2 separate regions of the Mus musculus genome follow, and region 1 is linked to region 2. Evidence: chromatin contacts called from public HiChIP or PLAC-seq data. All regions are on one chromosome and are shown on one strand. Each heading gives the region's core, a stretch centred on a gene start, on an enhancer-like site or on the middle of the called end of the contact. The rest is flanking DNA. Distances are from core to core; before and after follow the strand shown.

Evidence for each region. HiChIP or PLAC-seq counts read pairs in DNA pulled down with a chosen protein or histone mark.
Region 1: an H3K4me3 HiChIP or PLAC-seq map of craniofacial prominence shows a contact between it and region 2, with 4 times the contacts expected there. The contact joins the enhancer-like site here to the promoter of Nhej1 in region 2. A contact is called at or near these places in 10 of 39 promoter capture datasets (the HPC-7 cell line, cranial neural crest, embryonic stem cells and 6 more), 1 of 15 datasets of contacts at CTCF or cohesin (large pre-B cells), 4 of 484 Hi-C or Micro-C datasets (embryonic fibroblasts and embryonic stem cells), 21 of 115 datasets of contacts at active chromatin or transcription factors (the 230-238 cell line, bone marrow-derived macrophages, craniofacial prominence and 14 more) and 3 of 9 other capture datasets (adipose tissue, liver and pancreatic islet).

What each region holds. Positions count from the first base shown.
Region 1 is chr1:75,038,195-75,042,337 of GRCm38.p6, forward strand. All of the region lies in intron 6 of Nhej1 (non-homologous end joining factor 1), which reads right to left. Among named protein-coding and RNA genes, the nearest start is that of Nhej1, 85 kb to the right of the region's middle. Within about 2 kb of position 2,402, at least 42 of the 459 cell types and tissues checked have an H3K27ac peak or open chromatin away from gene starts, as enhancers often do. A contact at or near this core is called in craniofacial prominence, embryonic limb bud, pancreatic cancer cells and 1 more, where this site is marked.
Region 2 is chr1:75,123,485-75,127,342 of GRCm38.p6, forward strand. It overlaps Nhej1 (non-homologous end joining factor 1), which reads right to left and starts at 1,742. Exons shown (of 9, transcript NM_029342.4): 1 at 1,652-1,742. It overlaps Slc23a3 (solute carrier family 23 (nucleobase transporters), member 3), which reads right to left. Exons shown (of 12, transcript NM_194333.3): 11 at 2,858-2,953; 12 at 2,057-2,534. The coding sequence ends at 2,245.

The sequences.
Region 1 (4,143 bases), core at 1,152-3,651, 85 kb before region 2:
AGTGCAGTTATGATGATGGTAGCTCAGGGCAGTGATAACCACAGTGAGATTATGGTTCCTTTCTTTCAGGTAGAGCCAATGGCACTTTCTGAGGGACTGGATATAGGGTATAAGAGGATAAAAACCAAGGCTGACTCCAAGGTTTTTGGCTCAGTTAAGTGAGATTCAATTTAATTAACTTAAATAGGAAGGTGATGGTTCTTGGAAAAAAGCAACTTGGTGCATAAGAGTATGGATTCAGTTTGGGAAATACTGAATGTGAAAATGTCTACAATCTTTCCACACAGAAATATTTATTGGTTTGTTGCTTATTTGCATTTGTTTTAGGAGTTGTGCAGGCTTTTTGCTTTGTTTTGTTTTATTGAGACTGGGTCTTACTGAGTAGTTTAGACTGGCTTTAAGCTCACTATAGCCCAGGATGACTTCAAACTCCATCACCCTCCTACCTTAGCCTTCTGAGTGTTCAGACTATACCATGTACCAGCACTCCAGGCTGTCAGTGGCCTGCTGGGCCTGCTGGGCTTGCTGGGCTAGCTGAGATGAATGACAGTGAGGGGAGATAAGACCATGGACTGACTCTGAGGGCAGTCCCACAATTCAGCCATGCAGCAGCACAAGCTTGTGAGAAGAATCAAACAGTGATGTTGTGGGAAAGAGAGGACGGGTTGTGCTGTAGAAACCATACTAAGAAAAACTGCGGCACCTTGGCACATCCATGTAATTCCAACTCTTGGGAGTCTAGGGGAGGTTCATGAGTTTGAGGCCAATTTGGCCTCTGAGGGCGACTATCTCAAAAGGAAAAAAGTGAGGAAAAGGACTTTCCAAGCACCATATAGGAAAAATCTAAATGGAGAAGGGTTGGCCAACTCAATTTTCCCTGCCTCTTTTCTTGATATCTGGATCATTCCATATGACAAACAGTCTGGAGAAGGTTATAGGAATAACACCATGGTCTGTTATGTCTGAAAGAAGAGCTAGCTGAAGGAAGGAAAGATCAGGGCCCACAAAGGGATAATACAGAAAACAATACCAGACAAATGAATGAGATGTGTCCAAGCAGGAAGCTATAACACTTTAGGTGTATAAGTTCAGGGCACCATGATGGAGGATCAAGATGAAGAGGTAAATAGGTCCAGTCTTAATAGCATACAAGGAATTTGGACTTTACCCTACATGCCACTATAAGAACCACTAAAGGACTATAAGCAAGAAAGCAAGACAATCATGTCTCTTTTTCAAAGAGACTATTCTGATAAATGTAAATTTAACTGGGAAGCAGAAAGAGGATGATGGGAAGGCAGGTAAGAGGGCAGTTGCAGCATCAAGCCAAAAGGGTATCAGCTTATCTAAGGCAACAAAAGCTAGACTAAAGAACAGACTCCATGGTGGTTGGTGAGTCATAATTGGAAATGAAAACCAAGAAGAAAGCAGCAATGCAGGTGAAACCTCAGTTTCTGGTTTAGGGAACCGATGGATGATGGTTTAATCTACCAAGGCAAAGAATACAAATAAAGAACGGGTTTAAAGAAAGAAGTAACTAATTCATGTGGAGCATGCATTAGAGGCACTGATACCTACCAGTAAGATAGATATCCATGTGGAAATATCAAGGATGCAGAAAAAAAGCATGGGTCTATATGACATGGTGCTCTAAAACTAGCTCTCAGTGGTTTACAGTGCTGTTGGGACTAGGCTCTCAATGAGACAACCCAGAGGAAGGGAAAATAAATAAGATCTTGGATCTGATCCTGGGTACCATGAACATTCCTGACACAAGGTTTTTTGGTTGTTGTTTTTTTGTTTGTTTGTTTGTTTGTTTTTGTTTTTTAAAAAAAGGAGACCCATCCAGAGAAAACAAGGAAACCCCCTGTAGATGCATGTAACAGGAGAGCAGTTTTCAGGTTGCTCCTGAGTCTCCCCAGGTCTACCCAGTGCTTCTGACATAAACTCAAGCTTAGGAAGAGCAGCAGTGGGTAGCTTTTTAATGTCAAGTAATGCTCTAGAATGCTGCAACTAGACTACAGCTACGGCTACATTTAGGATACTGAGTCAGATCAATGTCAAATATCAAACTTCTTAGCTAGTATATCACACCAAGGAGATTATCTAAGTGTCCCGAGACATTCAAAGTACAGCAACGGGAGATGTTGATGTGTTGGCTATCCTTGTGTAATGTCTGAGAAGAGAGCTACAAAATCCCTATCTCTGTAAGGGCCCCCACCCAGAGAAAGCCAACAACGTGCAGTTGCCCAGGTTTTGGTGTAAAGGGCTGATTCCTAGCCAGAGGTTGCCAGCTGCAGAGGGCGGGGCTCTATTTTGGGCTGCCTGCTGTCGCTGAGCCTGTCCGAGTCTGGTTTGAGCAGCATGCAGCCCCAGTGACTCACACACCCATGCTAACCGCCTGTGGCTCAGTGGCATGGCCTCAGAAAGCCAACCTCAGGCCAGCTCCCTCCTCACCCTATTACACTGGGATAAATAAATAAAGAGCCCGCCAGCAGCCACACAGCCTGATAGCAACCAGATGGGGAAAGAAAGGCATGGGCAGGGCCAGGGAAAGGAACTCCTCCAACAGAACAGCTGTAAGGGGCTTCACCAGCCTGTGCTCATCCGTAACACAGTTATCCTGCCATGTGTAACAGTCCCCAATTCCTCAGCTTCTCTCCCACACTTAAAGATGCCTCTCAGCACTTTAGCCCCAGCCCCTGTTACGTCAGGCAGAAGCAGGTAGATCTCCAAGAGTTCAAGATCAAGCTGTTCTACATAGCAAATTTCCCCCTTAGTTGGGTCACTAGCAATTGGTGTCCATATGTTCTCTGAAAATGAAAAGTTAGAGGTTCTTTATCTTATTGTATTTTGTTTGTTTGAGACAGGGTCTCTATGTAGTCCTATCTGGCCTGGAACTTGCCATGAAGACCAGGTTGGCCTTGAATTTGCAGAGATCTGCCTGCTTCTTCTACCTCCTGAGTACTAGGGCTAACTAAAGGTGTGCACCTGGCTAAGTCAGAGTTTCTTAAGGGAAGAAGTAAAGCAAAAACATCAAATATGAGGAAGTACCCCTGTCTAATGGTTAAATATCTTCTCTAACTTTAGCATCCTAGAACTCTCTATGCCCTCCTGGCCCTGTACTGTATGTGTCCATGGCCTCTTGCCTAGCAGGATTTCCAATGGGAATAGAAGTAGCCCCAGGCACTGACCGCATGGCCCTCTGACACTGGCCTGGCCTCCTTGCCTGTTCATCCCAACTGTCTCCCTGGTTTGTTTATTTTCTATTCCATGTTGCTTATTTTGATGGCACATCCTTTCAATCCAGTCTTGGATGACCTCCTGACCCTTTTATGTCCTGTTTATAGGACCCCAGGCAAGCATAGTAACTGAAAAGATACTGTAGCTCTACAGTCCCAGTACAAACCTTTCAGTTCTAGCAGCTACATGAGACATTCTGAAGATAGTACAGGCGCCCTAGAGGTCCCAAGAATTCTCATTACCCAAGCTCCCCTCAACAGAGCATACAGACTTCAGCCACTTACTGCTGCAGCTCAGTTTCCTTATCTTCAAAATAGAAATCTGAGACTGGAGGGATAGCTCAGAGAGCAAAAGGCCACCAACCCTGATGGCCTTGATCCTCAGAACACACATGGTAGAAGAAGGCTGATTCCCACAAGTGCTCTGAACTACACTACAAACACACACACACCCCATACAGACACACAGATATACACATACCCCACACAAACAGGCACACACCCCATACAAATAGACACACACACACACCACAGACACACACACACCACACAGACACACACACACACATACACACACCAGACAGACAGACATACACCATACAGACAGACACACATACCCCCCCATACAAACAAACAGATACACACATACACCATACAGACATACACCCCATACAAACACAGACACACAGAGAGACACACACACACACACCATACAAACACACAGACACACATACCCCATACCAACAAACAGATACAGACACACACACACACACACACCACATTTTGTTTTACAGAGTCTTACTATGTAAGCTGCTTGGTACTCACTGACCAGGGTGGCCTAAAGCTCATGGTAATCTTCCTGCCTCAGCCTCCTTATGACTAGGATGTTATAGCCATGAGC
Region 2 (3,858 bases), core at 492-2,991:
TAGCAACTAAATCTTGACAGAATTTACTTTTCCTGTGGATACAAAAAGTCATATAATTTCATTATTTCCATCCATAAATAACAAAAGGAAAGGAAGTGCCAAGAGGTAAATGCTTAGACTACAAAGAAAATAATAGAATTTCTGTTTAAATCTGAGTAACAGTCATTTCAGCTTGGTCTAAGCCGTCATCTTCCTAGCTTTCAAACCACTTGTCTCATGTCACTCACTAGTTTGCACTACAATTAACACGTGGAATACAAATGTATATCTCAGAAAGACTACATACATGACAGGGACCCCGAGAGAGCATAGAGCCTAGTGATATTACTGCCATCTTGGTTCAAGTACATGCATTGTGTGATATCTATATGGGCTAAAATTGCCTAACAACACAGTTGTCAAAAAACATCTGGCCATTTCAAGTGACACAGGACTACATATATGGTGGTTATTTGCAGCCACCTTGAAACGCTGTGTGTGGAGATGGTTATTTGTATCCTGGGCTGTTCCAACAGGATAAACTGGTCTCAGAATGATTAAAGAGTCTTCACTGGGCAAGAGTTTACACTGGGAAAGATTAGACATACAAATGAAGTTGCCAAACCCTCTAATTTCCCTTATAGGCACATCCTGGCATGCACTCTGAAACTCACCAAAATTGAGCTTATTGGCCTAACTGGTTCCGAAGGTCAAAACCCACAAGTCGATGGTTTTGTCTGAATGGGAGGAAGCTGTTTTAATGTGGCCAGGGACAGCTGGCCCTATAAAAATGTCTAAACATCCAGTCTGGCTGCTCCTACCACTCAGCCTGGTCTTGAGGTAAGTATAACTCAGTGAGTCAGGCATGATGGGGCATGCCTGTAATCCTAGCACACAGGAGGCTGAGGCAGGAGGATCTTGATTTGGAAGCCAACCTGGACAACATAGCAAGAGACTTTCAAAACAAAACAAAGTGGTAGAACGGACTGGGGCCTGAGACTGTTCACAGCATGGAGGGAGAAGGAATCTAAGTCCTCTGGGGTTTGACTCCCCGCCCCACACTCCGCAAATTGGTCTTCCATGATCACGTTAACCAACCTCGCGGGTTTAATTTGTCTTTTAAAGGAGAGACTGTGAAGTTGCACGACATTCTACCACTCGGGTTCCTCTCCCAGGGATAGTTCCTAAAATACCCTGCAGGGGGCAGTAAGGTCCTACAGACCATCTGTCGAGCCCACGCCCTGTGCCACCAAAGAGGGCAAACCTTAGGCCCTGCCGCCAAAGGTCACACGCCCCGCCCTCGAGCGCCCTAGGCGTCCATCTGCCCCCCCAACCCCCGCTAGAACTTTGTCGCCCGCCTCTCATTTTTACAGCATCCGCTGCACACAGTTACGGCTCAGGGCCCCAAAGGGGAACAAAACTAATTCATCCCAGCGGGCCAAACACGAAGCCTGCTAAGGAGGGGCTTCACACGACACACTAAAAGGCAGAGGCCGAAAACGGACTGCGCGTGCGCAGGTCCGCCCACTCCGGGAGGTCCAAAGTCGGGCTGCGCGCGGTCCCTTCTGGGAAAAAGCGCCCGGGTCAGGGGCCACTGCACGAGTTTATCTTTGCTTTTCGGCGTCCGGACAGACCCAGATCTCGGCGCCGACACGAAACCAACCCCACCTACCGTCAACGGCTGCGGGAACTCCCACCCTCCTCAAGGCGGGCCTGTCCTGGTGCGCAAACTGAGAGGCCACCCCCCCACACACAACACACTCAGGAAGGCGGGGTCTTGGGTGTGGGCGGAGCCAGGGCCCTGGTGGGCGGGGCCCGAACCTCACTTGTTAACGCCACTCGCAACTCTGCTGCTTTCCTAATTCCTTTCCTGTTGCCCTAAGTTGAAACGAAATACTACTTCTCTCTTGCCTCTTCATCTTTTTTTTATCTGCTTTACATTTTAGTTACTTATTTAAATCTTAAATGCAGGGAGAGGGCAGGGACCCTGTCGTATTCATATCCGTGGATGTAGGACCTTGCTCATGGCAAAGAGTAAATATTTGAATGCTAGAGTTCATTCAAGAAGCCTTGACAGTTTACAGGCAGAAATCTCATTTATTCAGTTCCAACCCGCTAAACCATGGCCTCTGCTCAAGTCTTAAGAGGAGGAAAGGCAGCCCATTTTGCAAGTGGGCCACATCCACCTCCACTGGGACAAAGTATACAGACTCCAGCAAGGTGGCAGTTACTGCTAAACTAAGACAAAAATGGTGGTCTTGATGATTACTGGGACCTAACCCCTTCTCTGCTAGCTGTGGAGTACGATTCCCCAGAGTTAGGCAACAAGTCGGCTCTCTCTCCTGTTTTAGAGGATCCTCCTTCATCCCCAGAGTCTTCAGGCATTGGACAGAGGCAGTGGAGAGGCTGTGGGATGCAGGAACACAGGTTTCTGATGGGTAAAGGAAGCCCATACTCTTGAGCAGCTTTCCTCCTGGATTGCTGAAGCATTTGAATTTCTTGGGCAGTGAAAGAAGTTGGCAGCCTCTGACCTAAGCCTCTCTCAGCCCGTGTACCTGTAAAAGAGGGGTGATCAGGATGGAGAGATAGCTCTTAGGAGCTGGTACTGCTCTTACAGAGGACCCAAGTTCCAAGTCCCAGCACCCATGCCGGATGGCTCACAACTGCCCGAATCTCCAGGTCTGGGAGGATCTACCATCACTGATCTCTACATTTTATGAATGCAAATATCCAAAGACACACATACACACATATGCATAATTTAAAATGAAAATTAAGGTTTTTTTTTTAAGTGAAAAATAAGTAAAGGTCACTGCCCTGCCCAACCTAGGGAGTAGTGACTACCTAGCCACTCCCCTGGGACCTGGTCTCAACTTACCAGATATAGTGTTTTCTAGGAGAAAGCCCAGTAGACCAGCTAAGAAAATGGGTTCTGCCAGCAAAGAACGAAGAAACATATCCAGGGGGCTCCAGCCTACAAAGGGTTGGGGCCAGGCAGGAAGGTAACTGATACTGTCCCAGGCAATGAGTCTTCCCTTTCAGACGTAAACTGCATCTCAAACCAGGGACACATCTCACTAGGCTGCCATTCCATCCCATCTACCTTTTCCCTCTACACACTCCATTCCCCACACTCAGGCCCTGCCCAGATTCCTTTCTCAGCACCATGTTTTCTAAGCACCCACATTCCCTCCAGGTACCCTTTGTCCCAAGCTCCCTTCTGGGAAGTGTGACATTACAAAGCCCTAGTCTCTCCCACTTCTGACTTTCTCTGCTCTACCCTGGGCCTCTCAGTTTCAGTCCTACTAACACTTTGGACCAGATAATTTGGTTATAAGGAGCTGTCCACTGCATCAAAGAATGTTTAATAACCTCTCTAAACACTGAATCCCAATAACAATACTCTTTCTTCCCATTTATGACATCCAAGAAGCATCTCCAGACATTGCTAAATGTTCCCCATGGAGCAAAAATCACCCCCCAGTTGAAAACCACTGCTCTAGATAAAATAGGCTCTAGATAAAATAAATAGGCTTTCAGCATATGCTATTTCTATCCTATAATCCTATCTTTTATCTTTGCATATGATGGAAGCGTGATCAAGCATGACCTTATTAACTGTGCATATGGCATACATCTATAATCCTAAGACTTGAAAGGAAGCAGGAAGATTGCCAAGATTTTGAAGCCAGCCTAAGTTCCAAAATGAGGCCCCGTCTCACACAGAGAAGTGGCCTTTTGACAAACATGCATCCTCAAAGACCAGTCCAGTTCTGTTGGAACACCTCAGCAGCTCAGGTAGAGGCTCCTCCTGTCATTGACTACTACAGGCCTTTGTTATTTTGTATTGTTTTGTCAGGATCTCACTATGTAACCCTG